7 separate regions of the Mus musculus genome follow, and regions 1, 2, 3, 5, 6 and 7 are each linked to region 4. A link is a contact called in public HiChIP or PLAC-seq and promoter capture Hi-C data. All regions are on one chromosome and are shown on one strand. The core of a region is the stretch at or near the end of the contact, and the rest is flanking DNA. Distances in the headings are between cores, read along the strand shown.

Region 1 (3,851 bases), core at 1,084-3,583, 450 kb after region 4:
GGGTCCTGGTTCTTTTGTTTGCTCTATAGTGATGGCTCTTTCTTCATCTCTTTGCTGACTCCTCCCCCATTCCCAATTATTGACTATTGGGTTAGCCTAGTTCCTGTCCTTAGTTCTCTCCATTCACAGATCAACATCCACTCCGTGGGTTTTAATACTACTTCTAGCCAGTCATTTTCAGGTCAATGCCTCTCCATACTAAAGTCCAGTTGCCTAGCCTACTCAATGCTATGATCTCTGTGTCTGCTTCAGCAATGATCTATGCTCTAGAAGGATGGTGGAAAGTCCACTCTTGTTATTGTCATCATTTATGCCTCTCATTCTTATAACCCAAGCCTATATATTATTAGTAAATCCTGCAGTTCAATGGTAAAGTACTTCCTTACCTCCTTCACTGTGACCACTTTTTCTATTATACAGATGACCTCTTAACATGCCCTATAATTTATTTGTGTGGCATGCCTATTATTTATACAACTGTCGACATTTTAAGAGTGCAAACTCCATGTGGTAGAACTCTTGTTCATTTCATTATCTATCTTAAGCTCCTACATCAGTGTCTGGCTCATAGCGGGTATTCAGTAAACATTGTTCTTACTGATTTATTTGATAAATGTAAATTGAATATTTAAATTCACTAGGCATTGGACATATATGAATAAATCATGCCTCTGTCTTCATTGAATGTATATTTAGTGAAGAGGGAGAGAAAATTAATAAGCAAACTAACAAATAAGACACTCTCAGATATAAGTATCTGAAAAAAGTAATATGAAGTTATTTAAGGGAAGAATGAAAACAGGGCTGATGGAAGTTGCTCTGGAGGACAGAGAGGACAAGTGTGGATGAGTGGTCATGGCATGTATGTTGTGGTAAAGTGTTTGAATGCTACCCTGTGTGTGACAATATGACTGGTGGAAGATGCAGAGAATGGCTTAAGGAAGGAAAAAAGAAAGGAAACTAGAGAGTGATTAAGAATATATTGTGTTTAATAGCTAAGTAGTATTCCATTTTGTAAATGTACCACATTTTCTGTATCCATTCCTCTGTTCAGGGACAGCTGGGTTCTTAGGCAAATGGATGTACCTGGAGGATATCATCCTGAGTGAGGTAACCCAATCACAAAAGAACACACATGATATGCACTCACTAAGTGGATATTCACCCAGAAACTTAGAATACCCAAGATACAATTTGCAAAACACAAGAAAATCAAGAAGAAGGAAGACCAAAGTGTGGATACTTCATTCCTCCTTAGAATAGGGAATAAAATACCCATGGAAGGAGTTACAGAGAAAAAGTTTGGATCTAAGATGAAAGGATGGACCATCCAGAGACTGCCTCACCCGGAGATCCATCCCATAATCAGCCACCAAATGCAGACACTATTGCATATGCCAGCAAGATTTTGCTGAAAGGACCCTGATATAGCTGTCTCCTGTGAGGCTATTCCAGTGCCTGGCAAATACAGAAGTGGATGCTCACAGTCATCTATTGGATGGAACACAGGACCCCCAATGGAGGAGCTAGAGGAAGTACCCAAGGAGCTGAAGGGATCTGCAACCCTATAGGTGGAACAACAATATGAACTAACCAGTAAGCCCAGAGCTCATGTCTCTAGCTGCACATGTAGCAGAAGATGGCCTAGTCAGCCATCATTGGGAAGAGAAGCCCCTTGGTCTTGCAAACTTCATATGCCCCAGTACAGGGGAATGCCAGGGCCAAGAAGTGGGAGTGGGTAGGTAAGGGAGCAGGGCCGGGGGAGGGTATAGGGAACTTTTGGGATAGCATTTGAAATGTAAATGAAGAAAATATCTAATAAAAAGTTGAAAAATAAAAAAAGAAAAAGAAATAATGGCATGGCAAAAAAATAAAAAAAGAAGAAAGAAAAAAAAAGAATATATTGTGATTGCCTGGAGGTGGTGTCACATGCCTTTGATCCCAGTACTTGGGAGGCAGAGACAGGCAGATCTCTGAGTTCAAGACCAGCCTGGTCTACAAAGTTCCAGGACAGCTAAGGCTACACAGAGAAGCTCTATTTCAAGGGGGAAAAGATTGCAAGATGACAGACTTTTACTTTGGGGAGCAATAGGATGGTTTAGACATTTATAGGAAAGGCACGATCTATCTCAAAAATTCCCACTGGACAAATTACAATAAACATGCACTTAAGAACAATGATGGGCTTGTTTTTAAAAAGAAAAATCACTGAGACAAAAATAATTAATTGGGACTTGAAATCAGAACACTAAAAAAATTTAGAAGCTAAGATTATCCTGAAGACGGAAGTCAGAGCAGGAAGTGTTAGTTACAGGAAGTACAGTCGTTCACCACACAAAAGGCAGGCCATGAGTCAGCACAATGTGGCTGTACTAAGATCGCAACCCTATAGAATAAGGAGACCTTCAGTGAGGCCAGGGAAGCTTGACCCTGGCCCTCCCTAGCAGGAGAGCCAGGAAAAAGAACCACTCGCCTGTCCCAGTGGGAGTCATCACAGAATAGACGCAATCTGACTGTTAGAGGCTTTCTGCGGTAAATAACAGTCTGCCTAAAATTCCTAACAAAATACTTTCAAATGAATCTATTTGCTACAGAGTTGGGAGATCCACAAGAACAGTAAAAAGCATAAAGAATTAAAAATAAATAAATTAAAAAACCAATGCATTTAGAAATATTTAAAGAAATTTCTTACTTTTTTTTTTTTTTTTTCAAGACAGGGTTTCTCTGAGTAGCCCTGGCTGTCCTGGAACTCACTTTGTAGACCAGGCTGGCCTCGAACTCAGAAATCTGCCTGCCTCTGCCTCCCAAGTGCTGGGATTAAAGGCGTGCGCCACCACTGCCTGGCTTAAAGAAATATGTAAAGTGACAAAATATAGTATCTTAGAATCAACCTAAAGAAAACACAGACCATTATTATAGAGTTCAGAGTCTTGGTGAAGATACTCATTTTGATGCTATGGTTGGATATTCAAAGGTTGATCATAAATTAAAAAAAGGAATATAATTTATAGCATCACAGAAAATATTAGAAAAAAAATAAGAAATTAAACTCAATGAAGAAAATCCAAATGAAACATTCACAAATAAAAGAAGAATATTTAATAGTAAAAATACAAACATAACGAAGTATATACGATATTAACAACAAATCAAAACACTATAAACCAAATAATGTTGGTGTTCAGCTCTATGAATGTCCACAAAAGAAACACCCATGTGCACAGAAAACAAAATATGAGAAATAAACAAGGCTAGAAAGTTGATCTGTGCAGACTCCAACCAAAATAAACAATAGCCATATTAACTCCAAATCACAGGGTGCTGAATACTGTGCAGCATCCTGTAAAATATTTGTAATTTTTAAATCAGAAAGGAGAAAGCAATCCTTCATTGATTTATTTTGTTCATTTCTTTATTTTATATGAGTACACTGTAGTTGTCTTCAGACACACCAGAAGAGGATGTCAGATCCTATTATAGATGTTTGTGAGCTACCATGTGGTTTCTGGGAACTAAATTCAAGACCTCTGGAAGAGCAGTTAGTGCTCTTAACCACTGAGCCATCTCTCAAGCCTTGAGAGGCAATTCTAAAGTCCATTGTATCAAGTGACATAACTTTGAAATACACGGAATTGAAAGAATAATTAGTAAATACACCATTTGGCCAGGAGATTTAATATATTCACCTAAGTAATTAAAAAGCAAAATTTAATGCTCGTAGTTTTTACTCTAAAATCACACACACACACACACACACTTAATTTGCTGTGATTAGAGAACAGTGTATGTTGGGGATTGTTTTTGGTGCGCTATGTATCCAAATGCTAAATTCTATACCCCAAGACCTGGTT
Region 2 (3,738 bases), core at 1,017-3,516, 450 kb before region 4:
GATAGGGAAACAACTCAAATCCACCTAGAGAGTAAGAGAACCAGACTTTTGAGCTACATATGGTAGCAGATGCTGTAATACTAACATTCCAGAGACTGAGGGAAGAGGGTTACAAGTTCAAGATGAAGGGAAGAAAGAAAAGAAAGGAGAGAAGGGAAAGAAGGAAGGAAGGACCTGGGCAGTGGTGGTGCATGCCTTTAATCTCAGCACTTGGGAGGCAGAGGCAGGTGGATTTCTGAGTTCAAGGCCATCCTGGTCTAAAAAGTGAGTTCCAGGACAGTCAGAGCTATACAGAGAAACCCTGTCTCAAAAAAAAAAAGAAAAAGAAAGAGAGAGAGAGAAGGAAGGAAGGAAGGAAGGAAGGAAGGAAGGAAGGAAGGAAGGAAGGAAGGAAGGAAGGAAGGAAGGAAACAGATCTCAGAAAAAAAATGACAATCCGAATGTCTGAAGGGAAAAAAGGAAGACAATATTCCATAGAGATGCCACCCCTGTAACAAAGAAGCCATACACTAGGTGGGAGAGTCCGGGACAACAAAGGAGGAAAATGAAAAGAAGCAATGAAGGAAGAAAGAGACATGAGAAAAAGAAAATGATGAACAAAAATGCTGTGGAAAGCTTACTCTTTTCTATGGGGTTTACATTAAAAAAACCAGTCAACACCAATTCGTCATATTAACAAAATAAAAAATGAAACCATTTGATCAGATCATCTCAACAGAAGCAGGAAAACCACTTAACCAACTCCAATACCCACTCAGGATAAAAATTCTCAGAAAAAAAACATTAAATAAATCTTATTCAGACACTCAGCTTCTTGGGTGGTATTAGCAAAATGGTCATGAAGATCTTGGAAATTTAACCAGTGACAGGGGTGGAAAGAAATAGAAAAAATCACCAAATCTCTATGCACTATCCTTCAGTGGTACAGACAGTTGGAGCAAGGCCTTGGGTGAAAACACATCACCACCTACCACGGAAGGCCAGTGGATTCATTTAGTTCTGAAAGGCATGGTCTGATGAGCACAAACAGTACTTAAAAATCACTGAGCATCCTAATTAAGAGCCTACTTCATTTTTATAAAATGTCCTATAAGCCCCAGAGCTCTGTCCATCTTCTACTTCTGGCTACTAACATTATTTTAAAGATTTATTTTCCATTATGAGTCGTGTTTTATGTCAGAGTGTGCACATGTGCATACAGGTACCAAGAGGCTAGAAGGAAGTGTCGCATCCCTTGGAGTTGGGCTTATAGACAGTCCAGCATTGAGTCTTGGGCACTTCTGGGCCATCACTGCAGACTCACCCATCATATTTTTATTTCTCTTGTTTTTCTATTCATATTGTGATTTCTTTTATTTGGTTATAAACTCTTTGGAAAAAATAACTGTGAACTCATCATCTTTGTCTTCCCTTGGAGCTTGAATGCAGAGATTCTCGTGGCTTCTCAGCATTGACTTGTTGAATAAGTCAATAAGTTAAATAAATGGACTGAGATGCCATTCTAAAGTGCAGAGTATGAGCCAGACAAAAGAAGGTTTGTATTCTTGGCCGGGCTCAGTCTTTAATTTCATGCCTGCAGAAGTCTCCACCTCCTTCGCTTTTAGTGTCCTTTCCTCTTAAATGAAGGAATTGGAATTCATTACAGAGTCTTGTGATTTCTCCCAGCTGTGCATTTGTAGCTCGTTATGAATTTTTGAAGACTAACTTGGAAGTGACTTGTCTCTTGCATACATGAACAATGCCATGGCTATCACAGCCTGAAGTTCTTTTCAACATCATGATACGGATGTACAAGAAGCTACCTCTGGGTCTCCAGTAGAAACTGTGGCAGTGACAGAGACAGGTGTTTAAAGTAGGGCATCTTATAGGGCTTCCCACATCTTGTGGTAATGCTGAAGAACAGAAGAACAAAGAAATTTGGGTAAGATAAGAGTGTTGCAGGTGTGCCTGCAGTTAAAGGGTGCAGGGCTGTGAAACTCACCGAGTTTAGAGGGAATGAAACAGAGCTGCAACTCCCCCACCCATACACTTTTTAGAGACGGGATTTACATGGGAACTGTTTCCAGTGTGGGACCAGCCTAATGATTTTATCTCATTCTCTATCTGACTTCCCTCCAGTGAATCTTGTAAAGGAACCAGCTACCTGATCCTTTAATCCAGCTAACATTTTATAAAAGAAGATTCAAATTAGTTTTGCTTATTCCAGATGCTTTATATGCAAATGAGCCTCAGAGTTGGTGCCTGAGTCTAAGCAGACACCATGATGTGATGGAGGAAATACTCCCACCTGACAGCCTTCCCCAAACAATGGTATCATTCTTCTTCTCCATGCTGCTGGTGGCTCCCTCCTCCCAAGAGAAGGCTTTGAGAATGCTCAGGTATCCACTGTGCAGCTCTTCGATTCCCTAGGATGAACTCCAGATTCCTTGTCTGTGTAATTGTCTTCCACTTTCCCCAAACAACATGTGGATCACTACCCGTGCCTTCTATAAAAAGCATTACCTATGCAGTATTAATCAGAGTTTGCAAGTCAAATATTAAGATCATTCCTTGGGGTAATTCGATGGTACAACACTGCCATTTGATTTTCCCCTTTGCAACTCTAACTAGACAAGAGAGACTGAAAATGTTGAGCTAGAAATTATTTATTTAAAGCCACAAGCCAACACACGTAGACTCTGGCTAAAGATTGCTTAATCTCCTCCTAACAAAAGTGGCATCTTAATGCAGAACAGTGTGACACTCCATCCTTGCCTGTAGGCCAGGGCTTCCATTTCCCCATGCAGCCTGGCATTTGCCCTCCAGCATTCCCACGTTACTCCACTCCAAATGGAAGTGCTCTTAATTTCAAATGATTTATTGGGGACAAGTGGGAGGCTAGTCCAATCTAAGTCTGTATTTGACTTTCCACGTCTCTGGGGCAGATTACAAGAAGGTATCTTACACTGTAAAGTGGGGAGGGGTAAAAGAGAAGAGTTAAGTCCAAGGACAGCAACTAAATTGCCAACTGTCAGGGGAACTCCCATGGGGTAATTTCTTACAGATTGGTTCAGTTGGACTATTCAGAATAGAGTACTAACCAGGTGAAACAGCATGGTAGCACTGGCCACTATTTCTTGACACTCCTACTCCCACAGCAATGGCTTGTGTTGCTACCCTTTCTGCATGCTAAAGATATTATCACTTTCTGTATCTCTAGCATTTGTCTATGATCTACTCATATGGAAAGCTCTGAATTTATTATCCTGATCCTTCTGCAGAATGCCAATCAAATAATAGATACTCCAGAAAAATGCTAAGTCAATGAAAGTATGTGGGGTTAGTCCCTACTGTATCTGAGCTAAAGCAGATATGGCTTAAGGAAGAAGGTGTTATATTTAAATAGTGGAATCTGAACTGAGTGAGCATACTGCTTGAGATCTCACCAGCCTTGTGTAGAATATCGGCTGGAAGCTGAAGCATTGCACATCCCCACAGAACATTCTGCAATAGCAGAAATGTTCTCTATCTGAGTTGTTTAATATGCATAGCCACTCATCAGTTCAGCCACTGGACATGTGACTTTCAATGCTACTTAGTTTTGATAAATTAGTTTACATAGTTGCATGGGACTTAGTTGCTTATAAGACAGCATAGGTTTGGAGATATCCCCAGAAATTACTCTTTGATATTTTTCAGAGGGAAAAGTATATTGCTCACATGTGTGCGTGTACTTGCTATGTTACAAGGGGTTGCTGA
Region 3 (3,702 bases), core at 293-2,792, 470 kb before region 4:
TAAAAAAGAAGACTGAGGAAAATAAACAAGAAACAAACAACAGAGAATGTACCTTTGTATTGGCAGTAGGGATGGGTTTAAGAAGATTTCTTTCCTAGTGTAGGGGCATACATTTAAAAATAGAAAAGGAATCCTATAAATGAGCTTAGTAAGAATAAAAGTAATAACAAAATAGCTTTAAAAAATGAAATTAATTACAAAACTATGAACAGTTGCTTCAAAAAAGAGATATAAGGATAAGATAAATGCAACAACTAGATCATTAGAAAAAATGGGACCTAAAATGTATGTGAATCACCGCAGACATGTTCTCTGAATAAAATAAACACAATTGTGAAATGTTTGGTTCAAAAGAAATGGTGACTGTACAAGCCAGAGCGTGAGTGGCATCACCATGGATACAGATATACAATACCAACATATTTGAACATCCACCTGAAGTTGATGATGTAATAGAAAAATAGAAGTTCAATCAAGAAAATGAAGAATATCTGAATGCTCTGGATACACACATATCCTCAAACTATACCTCAACACTGTGGTGGTACCGCTTCTAGTGAGGAAGAGAAGCATTTGGTTATTGGGACAATTCAACACTGAAAAATGTCAGTTTCCTTCAACAGAATTATAAATTTAATCTTCTCTCAATCAAAATTCCATTATAGTCTTTCACACATACTACAAATCTAATTCTAAGTTTAAATGAAAGAGAATGTTGACAAATAGAGCAAAGATCTCTTGGAAAACAGGAAATAATGAGGTACTGTGTCTATCCAAATACTATATATAAAAAAGCAGCAATTCAGCAAATGATATGAATGTGTCGTAGCACTCATCTGTGGAGAGTGATGGGGATTTCAGACATGGATCAATGGACATAGAAGTATTGTGTGTTACATGTATACTTCATAAGATGATGTTAAGACAGTTGATATATTTTTAAAAATTTTTATGTACTATGCATGTGTATAAGTCTGCATGCAGTTATGTGCCTGTGAATACAGGTGCTATGGAGGCCAGAAATGGGTATCAGATATCTTGGATATGGGGTTAATTACGAGCTGCCAGACCTGGGTCCTCTGTAAGAGCAGTATATATTTCTGAACTAATCAGCCGTCTTTCCATCCCCATTGACTTTCTCTTAGGAAAGACAAGTTTAAACATCTACTTCTTAATATTTACACAAATAAAACAAAATTCCAAAAAGAAATAAGATATAAAACCTCTTTAAAAATTATATGCATATTCAGAGTACTTGGGGAAAGTGGTTTTGGAGTCTTGAGACAAAATAGATCTTTCTACACATAAACCAGTTTGAAAGTACTACTTGAAAGGTAGCACTGATAGGAAAGATGTCCAGAGACCTCCGGGCCACTACAGGACATGAGTAGGCCTCAGTTACACAAAACCCTGCCAGTGACCATGCAATGCTTCAGTGTGGGAGGGACAGCTATCCAAAAACCTGCCCACTGCCATGCCGCAAAGGGGGTGGAGGGACCATAGACACCTAGAGGCCCTGTTGCTGCCACATTATGCAATGCTGGCATTGAGGTCAGCCAGAGGCCTGCCCACTTACAGAGGAAGCCACTGCAATGTGCAAGTATGTGGTAGACAGAGGGGAGAAAGAGAAGTGGAACAGTTTGAGCATTGTGAAGAGAGATGGAACTGGAGACACAAGGGTCGAGAGGAATAGTCTCTTGTGAGTGGGCGGCCTGCTGAGGCTATAGTGACGTCTCAACCTGTGCTGCTTCTGAGGGTTATGCAGTGGCAGGAGTCTTTGTCCATGTCCATGGTTCATATTACCACTAGACACCATGTGGACATCCTTGGTCTGGGCAAAGGCCTGAGCACACTTACATGTTCAAGGGCACTACAAAATTGGTCCTGTCCCTAACTAGCCACAGTTCTTGCCCCTCTATACCTTGCCTGAGCAGCACAATAGAGCTGTCCCCGATGGGGGAGGTGGGGTACAAGTGAGCCAGCCACCTAAAGCAGTCAGTAGAGCTGGCCCTGAGGTCTTGAGATCAAGTGAGCTGGCCCTGACCCTCATTGACTATAGCTCTTGGTAGAGCACGTCCCGTACCTCACCTGGGCAGCACAGCAAAGCTAGTCCTGGCTGTAGGTGGGGGTGGGAGTGGAGGGTGAGAGTGAGCCAGCTCCAGGGGCTAGAGGGAGGGAGGGCTTGACTTGCCTTTTTTCTGCTCTGAGCACCTCAGAATAGCACAGACATGGGGGTGATGCCCTCTACCCCATTGTCCCTTGCCACTGGAGGCAGTTAGGAGAGCTGGCCCTGAGGTTATGACAACTGGAGAGCTGGACATTCCCCTCCCTTGGTAGATAGAGCAGGCCCTGCATCTTGATGGAGCAACATAGTGGACCTGGCTCTGATGGTAAAGGCACCAGTGAGCCAGCCCTGAGAACATGAGAGCAAAGATCTGTCCCAGGCCCCTCTCAGGCTGGCTGTAGCCCTTTTGACAATATGTACTCACTGATAAGTGGATATTAGCCCAAAACTTAGGATACCCAAGATATAAGATACAATTTGCTAAACGCATGAAACTCAAGAAGAATGAAGACCAAAGTGTGGACACTGTGCCCCTTCTTAGAATTGGGAACAAAACACCCATGGAAGGAAGAGACAAAGTTTGGAGCTGTGACGAAAGGATGGACCATCTAGAGACTGCCATATCCAGGGATCCACCCCATAATCAGCTTCCAAACGCTGACACCATTGCATACACTAGCAAGATTTTGCTGAAAGGACCCAGATATAGCTGTCTCTTGTGAGACTATGCCGGGGCCTAGCAAACACAGAAGTGGATGCTCACAGTCAGCTATTGGATGGATCACAGGGCTCCCAGTGGAGGAGCTAGAGAAAGTTCCCAAGGAGCTAAAGGGATCTGCAACCCTATAGGTGGAACAACATTATGAACTAACCAGTACCCCGGAGCTCTTGACTCTAGCTGCATATGTATCAAAAATGGCCTAATCAGCCATCACTGGAAAGAGAGGCCCATTGGACACACAAACTTTATATGCCCCAGTACAGGGGAACGCCAGGGCCAAAAATTTGGGAATGGATGGGGAGGGAAGTGGGGAGGGAGGGTATGGGGGACTTTTGGGATAGCATTGGAAATGTAATTGAGGAAAATACGTAATAAAAGAGAGAGAGAGAGAGAGAGAGAGAGAGAGAGAGAGTGGGCCAGTGCCTCAACTAGGTAGAGCTGGCTCTGGGGGGTGTGGATGCAGGTGAGCTGACCTCAGGCTCACCCTGGTGATGTGGATTCGGGAGAGCCTGAAGGCCAACTAGCTCAGCTATCACTCAGGCCCAGATCCAGAGCTTTGAGTTGGCCCACCCCAAAATCTGCAACTATGGATTGTTAAAGAGTGTGTGATCCAAAGCTGCAGGATCTCCCATGACACAGGGCAACAACTGGAAAACCAGGAGTAGTCCAGGTGAAGATCCCAGATGGATAGTGTCCCAGAAGCCAGAGACCTTTAACCAGACCAATGACTCATTTGCACAGAACATTTGCATGTGAACATGTGTGATGAGATATTTCCTATGCTTTGGGTTTTTGTTTGTTTGTTTGGTGGTGGTGGTAGTGGTGGTGGGGGTGTGTGTGTTTATTTTCGTTTGTTGGGGAGGTTGCTAGGGTGAAGGGCAGATACAAAGGGATATGTTGATAAATGGACTGTAGA
Region 4 (3,640 bases), core at 538-3,037:
AAACCAAACCAAAAAACAAAACACAAACAAAAACTCCCACTGCACCGTCGACGTGTTTGCTACCAAGGCTCAAATCGCTAGTCACCCACCGTGTCAGGCTTGATTCATAGGCAACCGACAGAAGAGGACCTGACAGAGCTTTTAGGAAAAACTGAATTCTCAGCCCACAGTCACTTTCCAGGAACTTGCCTGCAAACAGCTCTGCGCTGGAGGGATGGAACTCCCAGCAATCTCAATCCTGCCACCCTGACTGCCTTCGCTCCACATACAATTATTTATGGGGACTTAATGAGAGAGCAAGCCTTATGTGAAAGAACGCAAGAAAGTGCAGCTGCTAAAAACAGACCCAGGCAGTTCTACAGTCCTTATTTTTACAACTGAGCTTCTGCAATTCCTGCCACGAACCTAACAGCTCCACTCCTTGCCAAACACACAAAGAGAAAAGTAAAAACTGTTTTCGTTCTGCAACCCCCTTAACTTCGAGTAAACAGTAGTAATTTTCTATCGTCACGTTCAATGCAAATTTCCCAAAGGCGACACAACAGGAAACAAAAGACCTGTTAGTTGATAGCTTCCTTAGAGCTGGGGGTTGTGTGGGGAAGGAGTAGCAGGGGAGTGGGTTAAAGTTGATAGAGTCCAATTTCTCCCTAGCTTGGGGGTCCAAGCCTTCAGCTACTTTGACCTTTCAGAGTTCTTTGGAGCTTCACCAGTTGAAAAGGTCCCTGGGCCCAGCCTCCCCTCCTACGAAATCCGCATTTCTTGACCTCTTTGCCCCTGCTTTTGGGTGGGTCAGGGTGGGAGAAGAGACTTGGACAGTGGCTTAAGCATCTCCTTCTGGTTGGGTGCGTCGACCTACAGCTGCCGACAGGAAAATGATACTGATGCAAATAGCTGGGGTTGAGAAGGGGGTCTGCAAGAGGCCCCCTCCTCCTCCATCCACTATGTGTTCCTCAATAGGGGTGCCCAAGAGAAGAGGATAGCAAGAAGAGCCCATCAGTTTGAAGGGAAGGAGGTCCCCTCTAGGAAAGATCTTCTCCATCAAACATTGAAGAGAGGGGAAAACTTGGCCCGCATGCCCCTACTGGGGAGCGACACACCCCACACAAGCTGGCTTGCGGGGCGCGGGGGTTGTGCTCAGGCCTCTCACCTGACTTCCTCCTCCGCTGGCACACACACACACCAATGCCCCGCGCTCTGCACCCCCAAAGCCCAGGCAAACAACGACAAGAGGAAGCGGCGGGCGGCGAGGGTGCGCGGCGGGGGCGGTGCAGGTGAGGGCCGGGGCGGTGGGGCTCCGGGGCTCGCCCACACTTACCCTGGCGGCCGCGGGGTCGCTCTCCCGCAGCGACCCTGCACCCGGGCGGCGCTCAGGGATGTGGCGGCTGCGGTGGCTCGGGCTCGGCTCAGCTCGGGCTCCACTGCGCGCTCTCGGAGCCACCGGCCGCCCAGGATCCTGCCGCCAGGGGGAGAAGCGGCCGCGGGCGCGGGGGAGGCAGGCCGGGCCCGGTCGCTCCCGCTGTGGGGTCCGCAAGCCCCCCACGCGGGCGAGAGGCGAGAGCGCGGCGCCCCAGGCACGCACGGCCCCCGGCCAGCGTCGGGGGGCTCTCGTGGGGGCGCCCCGATCGCCCGCGCCGCGCTCTACACTGCGGGCTCCGAGCGGCTCCCGCGCCCCCTCCCGCGCCCCGCCCCGCCCCCGCCCCTTCCCTTCCCCCTCGGCCCCGCGCGCTCCCCGCTCGCTGCTCGCCGCGCTCTGCCCCCTTTAAACGCCCACTTCGGATGGGGAGAGGAGACAACTTGAAGTCAAGTTGCCATTAACTTCCGCGGCGGCCGCCAGCTCGGCGGCGGGGAGGTGGCAGCAGCTGCAGCCGCCGCCCGGGAAGTCCGCCGCCCGGCGCGCCCGCGCGGGGAGCCGACCCGGCCTCGGCCCGCACCGCTGGCCCGCGCTGTCCCGGTTCCACGCCTGAGTGAGTCCCGCTTCTTTGCTCCCTGCCAGTGCTGCTCCCGCTCTGGGTCTCTTGCCCGGCTCGCCTCCGTTTTCTGCGGATGCGGAACCGATCCAAACTTCTCAGTGGCCCCGGCTGGGGCGACTCTGCGCCCCTCGCGTGCCGGGGTCTTGCTGGCCCTTCTCTCGAGCGCGCTCAGACATTCGGGAGGACTGGGCTGGTGAAGTGAGGGTCATGGCCGGGATGCGGACTTACTTGGCGTCTTTGCCTCTCCCGCACACCTGCCCGGCAGGAGTCCCTCGTTAGACACTTTAGTCCAGGTCGTGGGCATGGCCCGCTTTAGAGGACGAAGGCGGCGTGGGGGGAAGCCCTCGGCGGGCGAGTGGGGAAAAGGGAGCCGCTCAGTGAGCCCCGGTGCGGGGAAGGAGGCGAGGTGCGGGGTGGAGTTGGAAAGGTCGCGCGCCAGATCTGGAGTTCACTTAGCATCCTCTCCCATCTCATCTCCCCCTGTTCTTTCCCGGCCAGCCCTACTTTGCTGGTGGCGAGCGGAGGTGGAGAGGGGCCTGGGAAGTTTGTGGCAACTTCTCTATCCCGAGAGCCACTCGGGCGCTGGGCGCTCAAGTTGGAGCCCAGAGTTTGAGAGCCGAAGAACAGCGCTCGTGCAGCCCACGCCGGCGATCGCGGGTCGGTCCTGGAGGGTGATTCGGGTTTGGGCTTGGGCGGGAAGCCGAGGGAGGTACATGGTGTCTTAGCTGGGACTGTGGCCCCACAGGTGCAGCCCAGGGGGCAACTCCTCATTTCCCTGCGACAGTACACACCCGAGAGCGGCGGCCTTCTACAGTGTTCCTCCATTGCAGAGCTCCCAGGGTGGCCGAACTGGGGTTGGGCAGCTCGAATGCAAGGGACTGAGGGGGCAAGCGGCAGGTCCAGATGGTGACACGTGCGTGTGCTTGGCCCAGCAAAAGGCGCTAAACAGGTCCCTTCTGGGATGATCCCAGAAGACCAAGAGGACAGCAGCTTAGAGCTCAGGGTAGAGGTTTTGACCCTGGCCTCCACCAGGGCCAGGTTTTACTTAACAAGATGTCAACCACAGGCTCATCTCTTAAAATGTCCGGTTGACAACTTTGACCTCTGCACCCTTTCTGGGAGAACTTTCTCTGAGGCATGTAGGATTCCCAGGGTTAAGACGTGGATTTCACTTGTCCATAGGGACCGGAAGACACCCAATTCCCTGGAGAGAACCTTTTCTGCTCCCGATTGATTGGCTGGGGTTCCATGTTTGTATCCTTGGAGGCCAGAGAACCCAACTTTCCCAAGACAGAAGAGGGGAATGAGCAAGAGTCTGGTCTCTTTCTGCCAGAAGTCAGGTTCTGTCCTTAAGCAGTACCTGGATTTTTTACAGTGTTTGTGCCTGGTGACAGAAGCTCAGCCTTCCAAAAACTTTACTTAATTTTACACCTTGTCCAGAGTGGATTTTCTGAAAGAGTGAAATTTTATTTTGTAGTCAGATTCTCCAGATAGGTAGGTAGGTAGGTAGGTAGGTAGATAGATAGATAGATAGATAGATAGATAGATAGATAGATAGATAGATAGATAGATAGATGAGTAAGTTATGCCATACTTTAAATCCAAAGAAAGCAAGGGTTGCGGTGCTGGCTCTATAACCCTTTATGAATCTCCCATGTGGAACTCGGGCT
Region 5 (4,004 bases), core at 799-3,298, 430 kb before region 4:
TTTTCTTCAAAATGGCTGTGCTGCCTCTCTTAGCATCAAATAGCCCTGAATTGGTAACAGTTCTACACAAGTTAAGGCCTGTGTTCATAACAACGACTACATCACACAGCCCCAAACTTCTTAATGTTTGCTCTTATATGAAAGTGGTATGATTGCTAGGCCCCAGTGTAGTCTCACTAGAGACAGCTATATCAGGGTCCTATCCGCACAATCTTGCTAGTGTATGCAATGGTGTCAGCGTTTGGAGGCTGATTATGGGATGGATCCCTGCATATGGCAGTCTCTAGATGGTTCACCCTTTTGTCTCAGCTCCAAACTTTGTCTCTGTAACTCCTTCCATGGGTGTTTTGGATGCTCACAGTCAGCTATTGGCTGGATCACAGGACCCCCAATGGAGGAGCTAGAGAAAATACCCAAGGAGCTAAAGGGATCTGCAACCCTATAGGTGGAACAACATTATGAACTAACCAGTACCTGGAGCTCTTGACTCTAGCTGCATATGTATCAAAAGATGGCCTAGTCGGCCATCACTGGAAAGAGAGGCCCATTGGACTTGCAAACTTTATATGCCCCAGTACAGGGGAACGCCAGGGCCAAAGGGTGGGTAGGGGAGTTGTGGGGGAGGGTATGGGGGACTTTTGGAATAGCATTGGAAATGTAAATGAAGAAAATACCTAATTGAAAAAAAAGAAAAGAAAATATCTAATAAAAGGAAAAACAGATTTAGAAAAAAAATAAAATAAAATAAAATTCTTCACTCCATTAAAAAAAAAAGTGGTGTGAGATTGGTAGAACAGTTTCCTCTCCCCAACAAGAGTGTTTTCAGAGTTCCTCCTCCCCTGACCTTTCACTGGATGTGGCCCAGTCAATGGAGGAATCCAGTTGCCTTCACAAATGTGGCACCATCCTTCAGGTCTACACATCCCATTCCCAAATACCATCAGTTGTCTAGTGCCCTTCTCCTTCTTTCCTATCAGGTTAGGGGTTTAGCATTTGCTATATAGGACTCAATTCATTTATACTGACTTTTATCTACCATTTTCCCCACTTCATCTGTAAAACATTATGAAAGGTTTTGAAAAATACCTAAGTACAAAGAAGTCACCTTGGCAGCCTGCTTAGTAGCCCCCAACATTGTTTCTGACTCTCACTGTATTTGACCGATTGGCAACTCCATAAATTATAGGTCACTAGTAGCAACACAAGCAGATCCACTTTTGTATAGTCTATCTGCATAGGAAAGGAACAGTTTTCTCCCATTGTGTATGGGGATGGGGCAGTTTCATATCAGTTGTAAATTTATTTTTGTATTCATGAGAGTTGTTTTGTGTATTGCTGCAAATTCTTCTTCGAACTACTGTTGTAAAACTCTCATTAATTAATAAATTAAATAAATATTTGACATGTGTTCACAAAACTGTGTTTATGTCTCTATGAGAGTTGTGACTCTATCTTAAAAATCTTTAATACGTCTATTCTTGACATTGTTATTAATCTTAATTTGGATTTCCCAGAAAGCAGAGACTAAAGTGCAAATTTGGTTGTGAATATTTCATTGTGGAGAAAGGAGGTATGTGAGAGAATTTTCCATTATTATAACAAATACCTGAGAGAATGAGTTTTTAAAAAGGAAAGGATTATTTTGTTCAGAATTTCACAAATGAAATGGCCTGTGATGGGTTAACCCCTCTGCTTGGGTTGCACATGAGATGGGCCATCTTGGTAAGTTCTTGTGGTAAAAGAAACTCCTCAGCTAGTGGTGGACAGGAAGGAAGAAGAGAAAGGAGGAATCAGGGCCCCATGACCTGAAACCTCCCTCTAAGTCCTACCTCTGAAGATTCTGTTACCTCCGAACAACATTATGTTGTTGGCCAGTTGTTTAACACATGGGCTTCTGAGGGTCATTACAGCTCTGAACTACAGCACTAGGCCCATGGGGTGTGTATTAATGATGTTGGAAGATGAAAGGAAAACCACTAGTGCTTACAGATCTGATTACCCTGAGCACTGGAGCTCAGTTCCTCTGGGGCCTCTCCTAAGAGCTATTATAGAATACACACCTCAGAATTGCTCACACAGAAGATATAAGGCTAGCCTGTTTCTCTGCCAAGTTCTATCTTCTTACTGGTTGAGGGTTACCTTTGGCGTGGTAACTCTCTGTAATTCCTAGTTGTATCTTCCAAGCTCTTATTAGCAGAAAAGAGTATGGGGCACGAAGGTGAAGAAATACTGTTCTGTGTAGCTGAGGTCTCACGTTGACAAGAATGCTCAGAACCTCTGTGAAAAGCCCAGACAGGCAGAGGCAGTGTGCAAGGTGTTACCCAACCAAATGGATAACCAGCATAAGTGATTTAAAGTGGCATCATTATATCCTTCTTCAACTGAGAACCTTAGTTCAATTTCCCCTGGATTTATGATTAGTTCTAAACAAATGGTCCTTCATACTTTGGCTTTGGTCTCATCTGCCACCTCTGCCTCTTCACACCCTCTTCCTCCATCTTTCCTCAGATACTTGCTATCTTCCTCAATACTATTTTAACTCTTTGTGGTAATTATTTATCCCATCTAGCTAATTCATCTTTAACAAGCACCAGAAGTATTAAATGGCTACCCATCATTTCCTTTCCATCTGTTGTCACTTTATTTCTACTCCTGACTTATGTCACTGTTCTGCAATTTATTTGTCTTTCTCACAGCATAAAGTAGACTGGGTTTTACATTTGTGTATTTCTCTTTTCTCTCAGTCTCCACTTGCATGAGTGCTTAGGGAACAGAAATAATGCCTATCCATCTTCATAGCACCAGTGCTAAAGACCTCCTCTACCAAAGCATGAACTCAAAAAAAAAAAAAAAAAAAAAAAAAAAAGTTTGAGGACTTCATGAAGAACTCATTCTGCAGTGCAATGTAAAGAGTTTGCGTTAGTCAGGATTGGCCAAACTATTATTCTTTAGGAACATTTGAAACACTGCCATTTACCCCCAATCAATCATATTTGAGCAGAAGGCCTCCCCTTATAACAGTTACTAAGGATGCCATCAGATCCCCTAATCAATTTTTTTTTTACCATGTTACCTGATTTTTAAATGGGGCCATTGCAAGCATCCTCAAGAGCAGAATGAAACCTAGTTCTTGTGGTGGATCTAAAAGCACCTGAAAGAAACATAAGAATGCAAGTGGTATATTGGTGTGTGGGGGAGTTATTTGTATATTTAGTGGATTACTTTGCTGGATTTCCATATATTGTACCATCCCCGCATTCCTGGATTGAAGACTACTTGGAAAAGTTGGAAGACTACTTTGGTGTGATCTTGGATTTGGTTTGTGAGAATTTTATTGAGTATTTCTGCATTGATATTCATAATGGAAATCGATCTGAAGTTGTCTTTCTTTGTCAGGGCTTTGTGTGGTTTTCGTATCACCATAACTGTAGCTTCATAGAAAGAATTACATAGTATTCCTTCTGTTTCTCTTTCTTGGAAGAGGTTGAAAAGCATTGCTATTATGTCTTTTTTGAAATCTGATAGAATTCTGCACCAAACACATCTGGTCCTCGGCTTTTTATGGTGGGAGACTTTTAATGACTGCTTCTATTTCTTCAGGAGTTATAGGACGGTTCAGATGGTTTACCTGATTCTGATGTAACTTTGGTACCTGGAATCTGTCTATAAAACTGTCTACTTCATCAAGATTTTCCAGTTTTGTTGGGTATAGGCTTTCTTAAAATTTCCTTGCTTCTGTAGTTATGTCTCCATATATGTTCTTTTATTTATTAGGTATTTTCTTCATTTACATTTCTAATGTTATCCCAAAAGTCCCCCATACCCTCCCTCACAACTCCCCTACACACCCACTCCCACTTCTTGGCCCTGGCGTTCTCCTGTACCGAGGCATATAAAGATTGCAAGACCTATGGGCCTCTCTTTTCAGCGATGGCTGAATGGTCATTTTCTGCTACATATGCAGCTAGAGACATGAGCTCTGGGGGTACTGGTTAGTTCATATT
Region 6 (3,868 bases), core at 1,220-3,719, 420 kb after region 4:
TTTCCATAAGCTTCCTTCAGTGTATCTTTAGGCACTCTTGAAACACCATTTTCTCTACCAGTGTCCTAAAATTAGTATTATTAGTATTTCTAGGGAAAGTTCACTATGAGCAAGTTTCATCTTATTGAAAGAATAATAATAGCATATGGCATGATATACTAAGTGTATTATATAGACTAACTCATGAGGAAAAAACTCTATGAAAATTTAATATCATCCTCATTTTATAGAGGAGAAAACCACGCCAAGAGAGGGTAGGCTTCTTGCCCTAGGTTACCTGGAGTTGCTGGGAATCAAACCCAAACAACATTGGTATAATGGTCTTAACCACAAGGCCTGCTGCCTCAAAAAGACTCCACTTCCATCTTTTTAACCTCCAGGCCTTTAACTGGAAGTTGTGCCATCCTTCTGAGCATCAGAAGGAGTTCTTCCCCGAGGTTCTATTAACCACTCACTCACTACAGGACCAGGTGTTTCCTGGTCCACTCTCTGGGCATCTTCAGTTTAAAATCTCCCTGGCCTTACCAAGGAACCTGAATGATTAACAGGCTTCAAGATCAGGTTCTTACCAGAACTGGAACCACCTAGCAATTAGCTTGGTACCACTGACCAAAACTCAAAACTTTCTGAATTATATCTGTCAATACCTAGTCCCCATTGTTGTTGTTGTTGTTTGAAACCTCTTTCCTAAACAGATTTAGTCTGATACAAATAATATCCCCAAATATTCTACTCTGCTTTACCAAGCCGCGACACTCAGAAGGAATCTTGACCTTGACCTTGACCCATCCTGAGGAGGTCTCCCAGCAAGAGCCTTGTGATGCTGTTAGCGGATGCCTGTGGTTCAGACTTGCAGGCTTTGAGGTGGGGGAGAAGAAAAGAAACCCAGAGGAGGGCAGCAGGACACAGAGAGAGAGAGAGAGAGAGAGAGAGAGAGAGAGAGAGAGAGAGAGACAGAGAGAGAGAGAGACAGAGACAGACAGAGACAGAGAGAGAGAGACAGAGACAGAGACAGAGAGAGAGACAGAGACAGAGAGAGAGACAGAGACAGACACACACACACACACAGAGAGAGAGAGAGAGAGAGACAGCAAGGAAGACAGAACACTCACACAACGGCCCTCTACCTGTACCTCACGATGCCAGCCAGAGGCCCTACATGTGTCCTTGCCAGGAGAAACAACTTGGTATTTTTGGGAAATGCTGATTCTAGGGATTAATTTCTAAATGTTTGGAACAAGATGGGGAGTGCTCTTAAAAAAATACAAGTTGAAATGAAATACAGCTCATTTATTAGCATCTGAAACAAGAATGCATATTGCCCACACACTAAGTACCTTTAAAGTTATGTATCAAATGAACAACAAAAGTCTAATGTATTTTACTTTCTTGACAAAAGCAAGAAAAAACGAGAAATCCCTACTTTCACAATCTGCAAGCGATACCATGTGAGCCGATTACCAAGGCGTTCCAGAGTTTTAAGGGGTACAGGTAGGTACTTAAGCTCTATTAGCTTCCTGATAAATCCATTTCTAACTAGACCTCAGAGAGATGCTGGGATATCGGAAGCATATAAATGCAGCTTGGTAGTTAGCACTGGACACCACCACACAGTTAAAAGTGGCCTGTATATGTATTTTTAAACCTCTTTTTGTCTTGAAGAATGGAAGCTTTCCCTTTTCTTTGTCTAGAAAGGTCTTCAATCAGAGAAATCCTCTTTCCTTCGCCTGTCTCCAGTCAGATCCTAAGGCCAGCCTCACTCATCACTCCCTAATCCTCAGGCAGCACCCTTTCGTGCCTGTACTGGGATCGGTTCTCTTCCTGAGACCCTGCACAGACTTGTTTCCCTGCTTGCAGTTAGAGAAGGGGCCAGAAACTCATGCCCCACGTTTCACTCCCCAACTCTACAAGGCACAGTCAAACCCCTAGGACAAATTGCTGAGTGCTCCAAGTCTCAATTTCCCAGTCGTCCCATGGGTTGGCTCAATGGACATCTTCTCAGCCACACCCTAAAGCCCTAATAGCTGACAGGAGATGAGAGATGAGTGGAGCCATGCTTATGAAAAGCTTGGCACTCTTTAGTGGAGACACACTGTTTAATTACAAGAAAATGTATTCATGGGTCAAAGAGTCCCCCCACCACCCCACCACCCCACCGCACCTCCATTTTTAGTGAAAAATCCTGGAAGTGCTACAAACTGAAGCTTGTGTGTACATTTTGCACCTGTGGCAGGAGAAATGTTTATCTAAAGAGGACACACTGAAGTGTGGTTAGAACAAGAGAAGAAATGAAAAGAAAGGGAGATCGCTATCAGTCTTGCTGACACTTAAAGTGAAAGGGAAACGGAAGGGAGAGGGGGAGGGGAATAGGAGGGGGAGGGGCAGTGTCATGGAGAGAAAACAGGAAACAGGCATCAAGGTTTAAACTTAGACAACAGCATGAGCCACACACCATTATGGCCCAGCCTCATCCTGTCTTTCTGTTATCTAGGCTGAGTATACTCTGCTTCACACAGATGAGAGATCAGAGCTTCCAAGAGTACAGCTTCACTCATGGGCAACACCAGAGCTAGTTTACAGCAGCGATAGGAACACAGCCCCGTTTCTGCGACCCTTGGAGAGGTTCCTCCCACCGTGCGTTTGGAACACTGACTGTGTGTTCCAAACCAGGCTGGTACAAAAGTCTACTCATGACTAAGTTTATCGATTTCAAGTACACAGATTGCTGGTGTTATTGGAATTTTCAAGTGTGAGATCTTCAAGGTCATCTTTAAGAAAAATTATAATTCCTTCTATACTAGTTGGGTTCTTCATAATACACTTTAGTTGTTTATTGACCTGCAGAGCACTGTGGTATGGGTCAGATATCTTTGCCTTCTAGGAGCTTATAGTCTTCCTTGAGGGAGGAGAACTTAAATTATCAAAGCTTGAGAGATAGGCCCAGATGAGGACATGGTGATGGTGATAAGGTGTTCAAGGATTTGCTAAAAGAGGTTGGAAGGGATCACTAGAAGGTTGGGGTGGGTTAGCTCCCACCAGCTCCCACTAGTGAGTTCAGAGAGGAAAATAAACATGTGTGACCAGCATTCAGAGCTCTGTACAGGGCACACCATGGATGGGATTTATGGGCATTGAGACAGTGAGTTCACCCGTCTTGTTGGTGCAGAAAATGGGATACATGGCTAAGAAGAAAAGTCCAGACTGGGGAAGGCAGAATGGAATAGAGACTTTATCCTTGAGCTATAAGAAGTCATTGTGACTTTGTCCAGGGTGCAATCAATGTCAGAATCAATGTAGTATGGTGTTCTATCAAGAGGAAAAGCAGTTTAAAGACCTTCTCAGATTGGCAGTGACCCTAAAGAGGTTAAACATGGCTGTCTAATTCATTGTGTCACCAGTGAGCTTTTATCAGTACAAATGGGGAAAAGTAAGTGGCCTCTGATGCTCCCCAAAGACCAAGTATAAAAGCATCCTCCCGATTAGGAGTCATTGAAAAGTAGGATGACGTCCAGTTCTAGAGACCCATCTTGTCCAACCCCTTCCCCCAGACAAAATGTGTGTCCAAAGGAGAATTATCAGACAGAAATCAAAAACAATGTGTGGAAGATGGAGGGCGGAAGTCAGAATTAGCACTACTCAAAAGCTGGCCCAGCCAACAGCCACCATGCTCCCCCCAACACCATCTGCTGCCTCCTCAGTAGAGCTGAGAGGAAATCCACAGGCACATGTGGCTGCTTGTTCCAGCCTGGTTAACAGTTCACCAGGGACAGCCCAAGTCCTTGCGCAACCACAACTGTCACTTGCAAAGAGGAAGAAGAGCACCTGGGGGCTCTGGCCTTAAAATAAGACCCCTGAACCCTCAGATAAA
Region 7 (3,767 bases), core at 896-3,395, 380 kb before region 4:
AACCAGTGTTATCAACAGCCCTCCTGGGTAAATCAGGCCAATGAAAACTCCATAACACCTGCTAAAACAAGAAAACTCAAGAGTTCTGTGAGATTGTGAGTCAAACCATACATATGTTTAAATAGGCACATACACACAGATAACAGAACACACACACACACATACACTGCAATAAGCAAATTAATAAACAGAAGATGCCTCAAATTTCACCAAAGTTTGATACTCAGAATTGACCATAGTAGGATATGTTTTGAAGCACATTACTCCAAGTTGAGATTGGTGGTCCTTGCCAACATACTACTTAACTCTACATGCTGGAACCTGAAGATGTACCTTAGAGCACACTATGAAGGGAATCCTTGAGCTATTCTGAGGTCAGTGGTAGAGATCTGAATCCAAGTTTGTATTTCCCATACTCACTTCAACTATAGTTACCACTTGGGCCTGTTTTAAATATATGTCTCATGACACATAAGTTGCACATGTGATTAAGTGGTTTTGTTGCATTTTTCTCACTATTTCCTAAACTCCTGGTTTAGCTCAACCCTCTCATTAAAAAAAAAAATACAAAAACAAACAAACAAAAAAAAAACCAACAACAAAAAAAAACAACCCTCGACCTGTGTCACTCATTGAAATGATAGCATCCTTCCCACTTCAGCTTCCTGCCTTTCTAGGGGTCACCACTGTGAGTACCAAGCTCACTCATGATTGTTGTTGTGCATTGTGTCAACGGCTCTGCAATCAGCCAAGGGCATTGTGCCGAGAAGCCATCAATTATCCCGGGTAGTCAATGAGAGTTTGCTGTTGTGAAGGGACTCAATTGAAGATAATCCATAAAAAATCAATTACATTATTATTTCTTAATTAGAGCACTTGACAATATAGCTTTCCTCAGCAAAGCCATCAGTAAATAAGCACATAAATACACATAAATAAACGCTGCTTCTGTCCCGCAGAGCTTCTCGATAAGTTCACAGTGACCTTTATCACCAAACATTTGCCAGACAAGAATGTCTGCATATTTAAGAAAATTCCCAAGCTGTTTTCCCCTATCAGACAGAAAAATGAGTCCATCACAAGTGTCTATAATAATAGCAATATTATGTTGCTGGATGATTAAAAGATCACTTAATACTTATGTACTTCTCTCCAGTTTATGAAGCGGGTTCCTCTTTGAAGCAATGGTGAGTCCAACATTCCGCTGAAATAAGTTAGATATGCTTGTCTACCAGCAACCAGTGAGGTTGGAGCACATGACATGAGACCATTTTAGCAACCTCCTCCATTCATTCTTATCCCATTTCAAATGCATTTCTTCTTGCCCTCCAGGTGATGGGTCCTTTTGTAACCTTAAGAAAGTCCTTTTGACTCAGTATTGGTCTGTATTCATCCAATTACTATTTATTAAATGTCTGTATATGTGGTGGACTCTATAGGAATGAATTGCTGATGTGCAGTTTACATTCTAATAGATAGAAAATCATAACACAATAAGCCTCAGTGCTCTACAGCCTCTGGATACATTGAATAGAATGTCCTACTCGTTCTTATGAAAGAGACGAAAGCTTTTAACATGAATTGCTAGCTAAGCTGAAACTGGAGTAACAAATGGGACTATACAAGACCAAGACAGAGGAAAATACTGTGTGTGAAGGCCTGGAAGTAAGAGATACTGTGGGTGGGGGGGGATTAAATGGATGAAGAAGGGTAGAAAAAAGGGAGGAGGGAGAGATAGAGAGTGGGGAAATAAAATAAATTTTAAAAAGCCATTGGAGGAAATGCATTCTAGTCAAACTAAAATAGATGTAAGTTCTGGGAGGGGAAGAAAGGAGGAACAGAAAATATTACCCAAGGCTAGGAAAGCATGAGCCAGAACAGCGGGCTCAGAACTGGGCTAAGGAAAACAGAGGCATGAAAAGATTTTGTTCTCAGAGTAAACTCCATTTCAGCTCTGCCATAGGGTAAGCCGTTTCCCACACAACAGTGTTCTGTCTAAACTAGGGATCTCCATTCTTCATCTTTACCCATCTTAAGATACCAGTGGCTCCCTGTCTTAGCTGTAGTAGCACCCCAGCTCCTCACCACAGAGTCTCTGTGACCTTTCTCTGTTCTCAGCTCAGAGTGTTCCACCTTGTTTGTTTTGCACACTTTTATCAAGTAGTTGTTGTCCACAGGTGTGCTGAATTTCTTCCTGCTTCAGGAAGTGTGAGCTTGATGCCCTCGCCTTTTGAAAAGCCCTTTCTGAGGTCTTAACACAGCAGACTTAGCACAACTGTCAACCAGCACATCTTCTCAGAGAGATCTGCTACCAGTCTTCTTCAAGACTTTCTAAAGATCAGCCTGTTCTTTTCTGGAATGCTGTTCCATCATATTTTCTTCAAAGCTGTATTATTTTGAGAGACAGGGAAAGCTCGCCGACACCTAGGTTGCTGTGCAGAGTGCCCACAAATGACAGAATTGCTTTTCTCCCTCATGACAGTCCAACTCGTGTGTTCCAGACTGAAGGTGCTTCTGTGCAATACTGCCACCTCTCCCTAAAGATTGTCTCCAGGACCTGTCAGGAATAAAGACACTTGGCTTAGAAGTGGCTCAAGACAATTTTGTTTACTTTACATTCTATTGGGTATATCATTCCCATGATCAGGCACCCAACTGTACGGCTTTGGGGTATTTCTCTGTAGAGACACTTCTCAGCCACAGTGGCACTGTGCAAGGCAAGCCTGGCATTGTTGAGTGGATAGTCACCTCTGACACAAAAGGGTAGTCATAGCTAAATGAATTCTAACTATTTTTCAATCCACTTATATAAATGTATAAATGCCAGAAGTAATGGTATTTTGATTTCCCTGTCAGAAGTTGAGCTCAGCTTGATAACACCAAAAAGGTTTTCTATTATGGTCAACACTATGCATGGCCACATGTCTTAGAGTACGTAGGTTCTGGAAGAGTAGATAATATTTATTGTAGAAAAATGTTTATAAAAATGCTGGAATTATGCTTGGTTTAGATAAGCCAGAGACATGGCTGTCTTATGATGAAGAGGATATGTAAGTTTTAGAATAGGGTTTCTCAAAGTGCTCTCAGCCCTGACATTTCATGTGCCTCCTTTTCTTTTTGCAGTGTGAGGAAGTAAGGACATGATCCTGGCAGGGGAGGGGGTGGTGAGTGGATAGTGGGCACTAGAGGAGCCTTCTGTTAAATTCCTTACCCAGAGGAACTTTGCATTAAGTGGTTTACTCTCCCATAATTTGGCTTAAGCTGACCACTCCTTGCCTTCAATCTCTCTCTGTGTCTCTCTCTGTGTCTCTCTCTCTCTCTGTCTCTCTCTCTGTCTCTCTGTCTCTCTGTCTCTCTGTCTCTTTCTGTGTCTCTCTCTGTGTCTCTGTCTCTGTCTCTGTCTCTCTCTCTCTCTCTCTCTCTCTCTCTCTCTCTCTCTCATCACATTGTCATGCTATATTACTCAGGCTGGACTCAAACTCACAAACTCAGCCTCCTGGGTGCTGAGATGCATGGGTGTAACACCATGTCCAACTATAGCATATTTCCAAGCTTGGGTTGGTCTTTGTGAATCAGCTGATGTTAGTAGGCAAGTGATCAGTTCTACAGAGCTCTTGTTCTGGCTCTCCTGGGTCAGGCAAACCAGCAGGACATAACAAGGAAGGCCTTTCTGCTATTCATCAAAAGGCACTTCTTAATTGGTCTGGTGATCAAACTGAGATCCTCAACTTAGCAACAGTTCTGCTATCTGATGGATTGATGGATTA

What was found. Promoter capture Hi-C pulls out the DNA fragments that hold promoters and counts their contacts. HiChIP or PLAC-seq counts read pairs in DNA pulled down with a chosen protein or histone mark.
Region 1: a contact with region 4 is called in an H3K4me3 HiChIP or PLAC-seq map of bone marrow-derived macrophages, with 2.8 times the contacts expected there. The contact joins the enhancer-like site here to the promoter of Satb1 in region 4. A contact is called at or near these places in 2 of 39 promoter capture datasets (maxillary cranial neural crest and pre-B cells), 1 of 484 Hi-C or Micro-C datasets (the HPC-5 cell line), 5 of 115 datasets of contacts at active chromatin or transcription factors (bone marrow-derived macrophages, embryonic limb bud, embryonic stem cells and 1 more) and 3 of 9 other capture datasets (adipose tissue, liver and pancreatic islet).
Region 2: a contact with region 4 is called in an H3K27ac HiChIP or PLAC-seq map of double positive thymocytes, with 6 times the contacts expected there. The contact joins the enhancer-like site here to the promoter of Satb1 in region 4. A contact is called at or near these places in 3 of 484 Hi-C or Micro-C datasets (the P5424 cell line and double positive thymocytes), 7 of 115 datasets of contacts at active chromatin or transcription factors (the SCID.adh cell line, SST interneurons, T-cell acute lymphoblastic leukemia and 4 more) and 1 of 9 other capture datasets (adipose tissue).
Region 3: a contact with region 4 is called in an H3K4me3 HiChIP or PLAC-seq map of the SCID.adh cell line, with 14 read pairs. The contact joins the enhancer-like site here to the promoter of Satb1 in region 4. A contact is called at or near these places in 1 of 15 datasets of contacts at CTCF or cohesin (thymocytes), 2 of 484 Hi-C or Micro-C datasets (cortical neurons and double positive thymocytes) and 8 of 115 datasets of contacts at active chromatin or transcription factors (DN3 thymocytes, the SCID.adh cell line, double positive thymocytes and 5 more).
Region 5: a contact with region 4 is called in an H3K4me3 HiChIP or PLAC-seq map of the SCID.adh cell line, with 14 read pairs. The contact joins the enhancer-like site here to the promoter of Satb1 in region 4. A contact is called at or near these places in 3 of 484 Hi-C or Micro-C datasets (the P5424 cell line, cerebral cortex and double positive thymocytes), 4 of 115 datasets of contacts at active chromatin or transcription factors (the SCID.adh cell line, double positive thymocytes, pro-B cells and 1 more) and 1 of 9 other capture datasets (adipose tissue).
Region 6: a contact with region 4 is called in a promoter capture Hi-C map of pre-B cells, with 2.3 times the contacts expected there. The contact joins the enhancer-like site here to the promoter of Satb1 in region 4. A contact is called at or near these places in 8 of 39 promoter capture datasets (the C10 cell line, HPC-7-derived erythroid cells, cranial neural crest and 4 more), 2 of 484 Hi-C or Micro-C datasets (CD4 T cells and group 2 innate lymphoid cells), 8 of 115 datasets of contacts at active chromatin or transcription factors (the SCID.adh cell line, bone marrow-derived macrophages, embryonic forebrain and 4 more) and 3 of 9 other capture datasets (adipose tissue, embryonic stem cells and liver).
Region 7: a contact with region 4 is called in an H3K27ac HiChIP or PLAC-seq map of regulatory T cell precursor, with 5 times the contacts expected there. The contact joins the enhancer-like site here to the promoter of Satb1 in region 4. A contact is called at or near these places in 1 of 15 datasets of contacts at CTCF or cohesin (large pre-B cells), 1 of 484 Hi-C or Micro-C datasets (double positive thymocytes) and 5 of 115 datasets of contacts at active chromatin or transcription factors (the SCID.adh cell line, double positive thymocytes, forebrain and 2 more).

What each region holds. Positions count from the first base shown.
Region 1 is chr17:51,381,248-51,385,098 of GRCm38.p6, reverse strand. No RefSeq gene overlaps it. Among named protein-coding and RNA genes, the nearest start is that of C330011F03Rik, 65 kb to the left of the region's middle. Within about 2 kb of position 2,333, at least 28 of the 459 cell types and tissues checked have an H3K27ac peak or open chromatin away from gene starts, as enhancers often do. A contact at or near this core is called in bone marrow-derived macrophages and pre-B cells, where this site is marked.
Region 2 is chr17:52,280,644-52,284,381 of GRCm38.p6, reverse strand. No RefSeq gene overlaps it. Among named protein-coding and RNA genes, the nearest start is that of Gm41600, 22 kb to the left of the region's middle. Within about 2 kb of position 2,266, at least 9 of the 459 cell types and tissues checked have an H3K27ac peak or open chromatin away from gene starts, as enhancers often do. A contact at or near this core is called in the P5424 cell line, the SCID.adh cell line, SST interneurons and 2 more, where this site is marked.
Region 3 is chr17:52,297,796-52,301,497 of GRCm38.p6, reverse strand. No RefSeq gene overlaps it. Among named protein-coding and RNA genes, the nearest start is that of Gm41600, 4.9 kb to the left of the region's middle. Within about 2 kb of position 1,542, at least 5 of the 459 cell types and tissues checked have an H3K27ac peak or open chromatin away from gene starts, as enhancers often do. A contact at or near this core is called in the SCID.adh cell line, where this site is marked.
Region 4 is chr17:51,830,794-51,834,433 of GRCm38.p6, reverse strand. It overlaps Satb1 (special AT-rich sequence binding protein 1), which reads left to right and starts at 1,787. Exons shown (of 11, transcript NM_009122.2): 1 at 1,787-1,964.
Region 5 is chr17:52,262,420-52,266,423 of GRCm38.p6, reverse strand. No RefSeq gene overlaps it. Among named protein-coding and RNA genes, the nearest start is that of Gm41600, 40 kb to the left of the region's middle. Within about 2 kb of position 2,048, at least 13 of the 459 cell types and tissues checked have an H3K27ac peak or open chromatin away from gene starts, as enhancers often do. A contact at or near this core is called in the SCID.adh cell line and pro-B cells, where this site is marked.
Region 6 is chr17:51,407,097-51,410,964 of GRCm38.p6, reverse strand. No RefSeq gene overlaps it. Among named protein-coding and RNA genes, the nearest start is that of C330011F03Rik, 39 kb to the left of the region's middle. Within about 2 kb of position 2,469, at least 90 of the 459 cell types and tissues checked have an H3K27ac peak or open chromatin away from gene starts, as enhancers often do. A contact at or near this core is called in the SCID.adh cell line, bone marrow-derived macrophages, group 2 innate lymphoid cells and 2 more, where this site is marked.
Region 7 is chr17:52,211,524-52,215,290 of GRCm38.p6, reverse strand. No RefSeq gene overlaps it. Among named protein-coding and RNA genes, the nearest start is that of Gm19585, 64 kb to the right of the region's middle. Within about 2 kb of position 2,145, at least 12 of the 459 cell types and tissues checked have an H3K27ac peak or open chromatin away from gene starts, as enhancers often do. A contact at or near this core is called in the SCID.adh cell line, double positive thymocytes and regulatory T cell precursor, where this site is marked.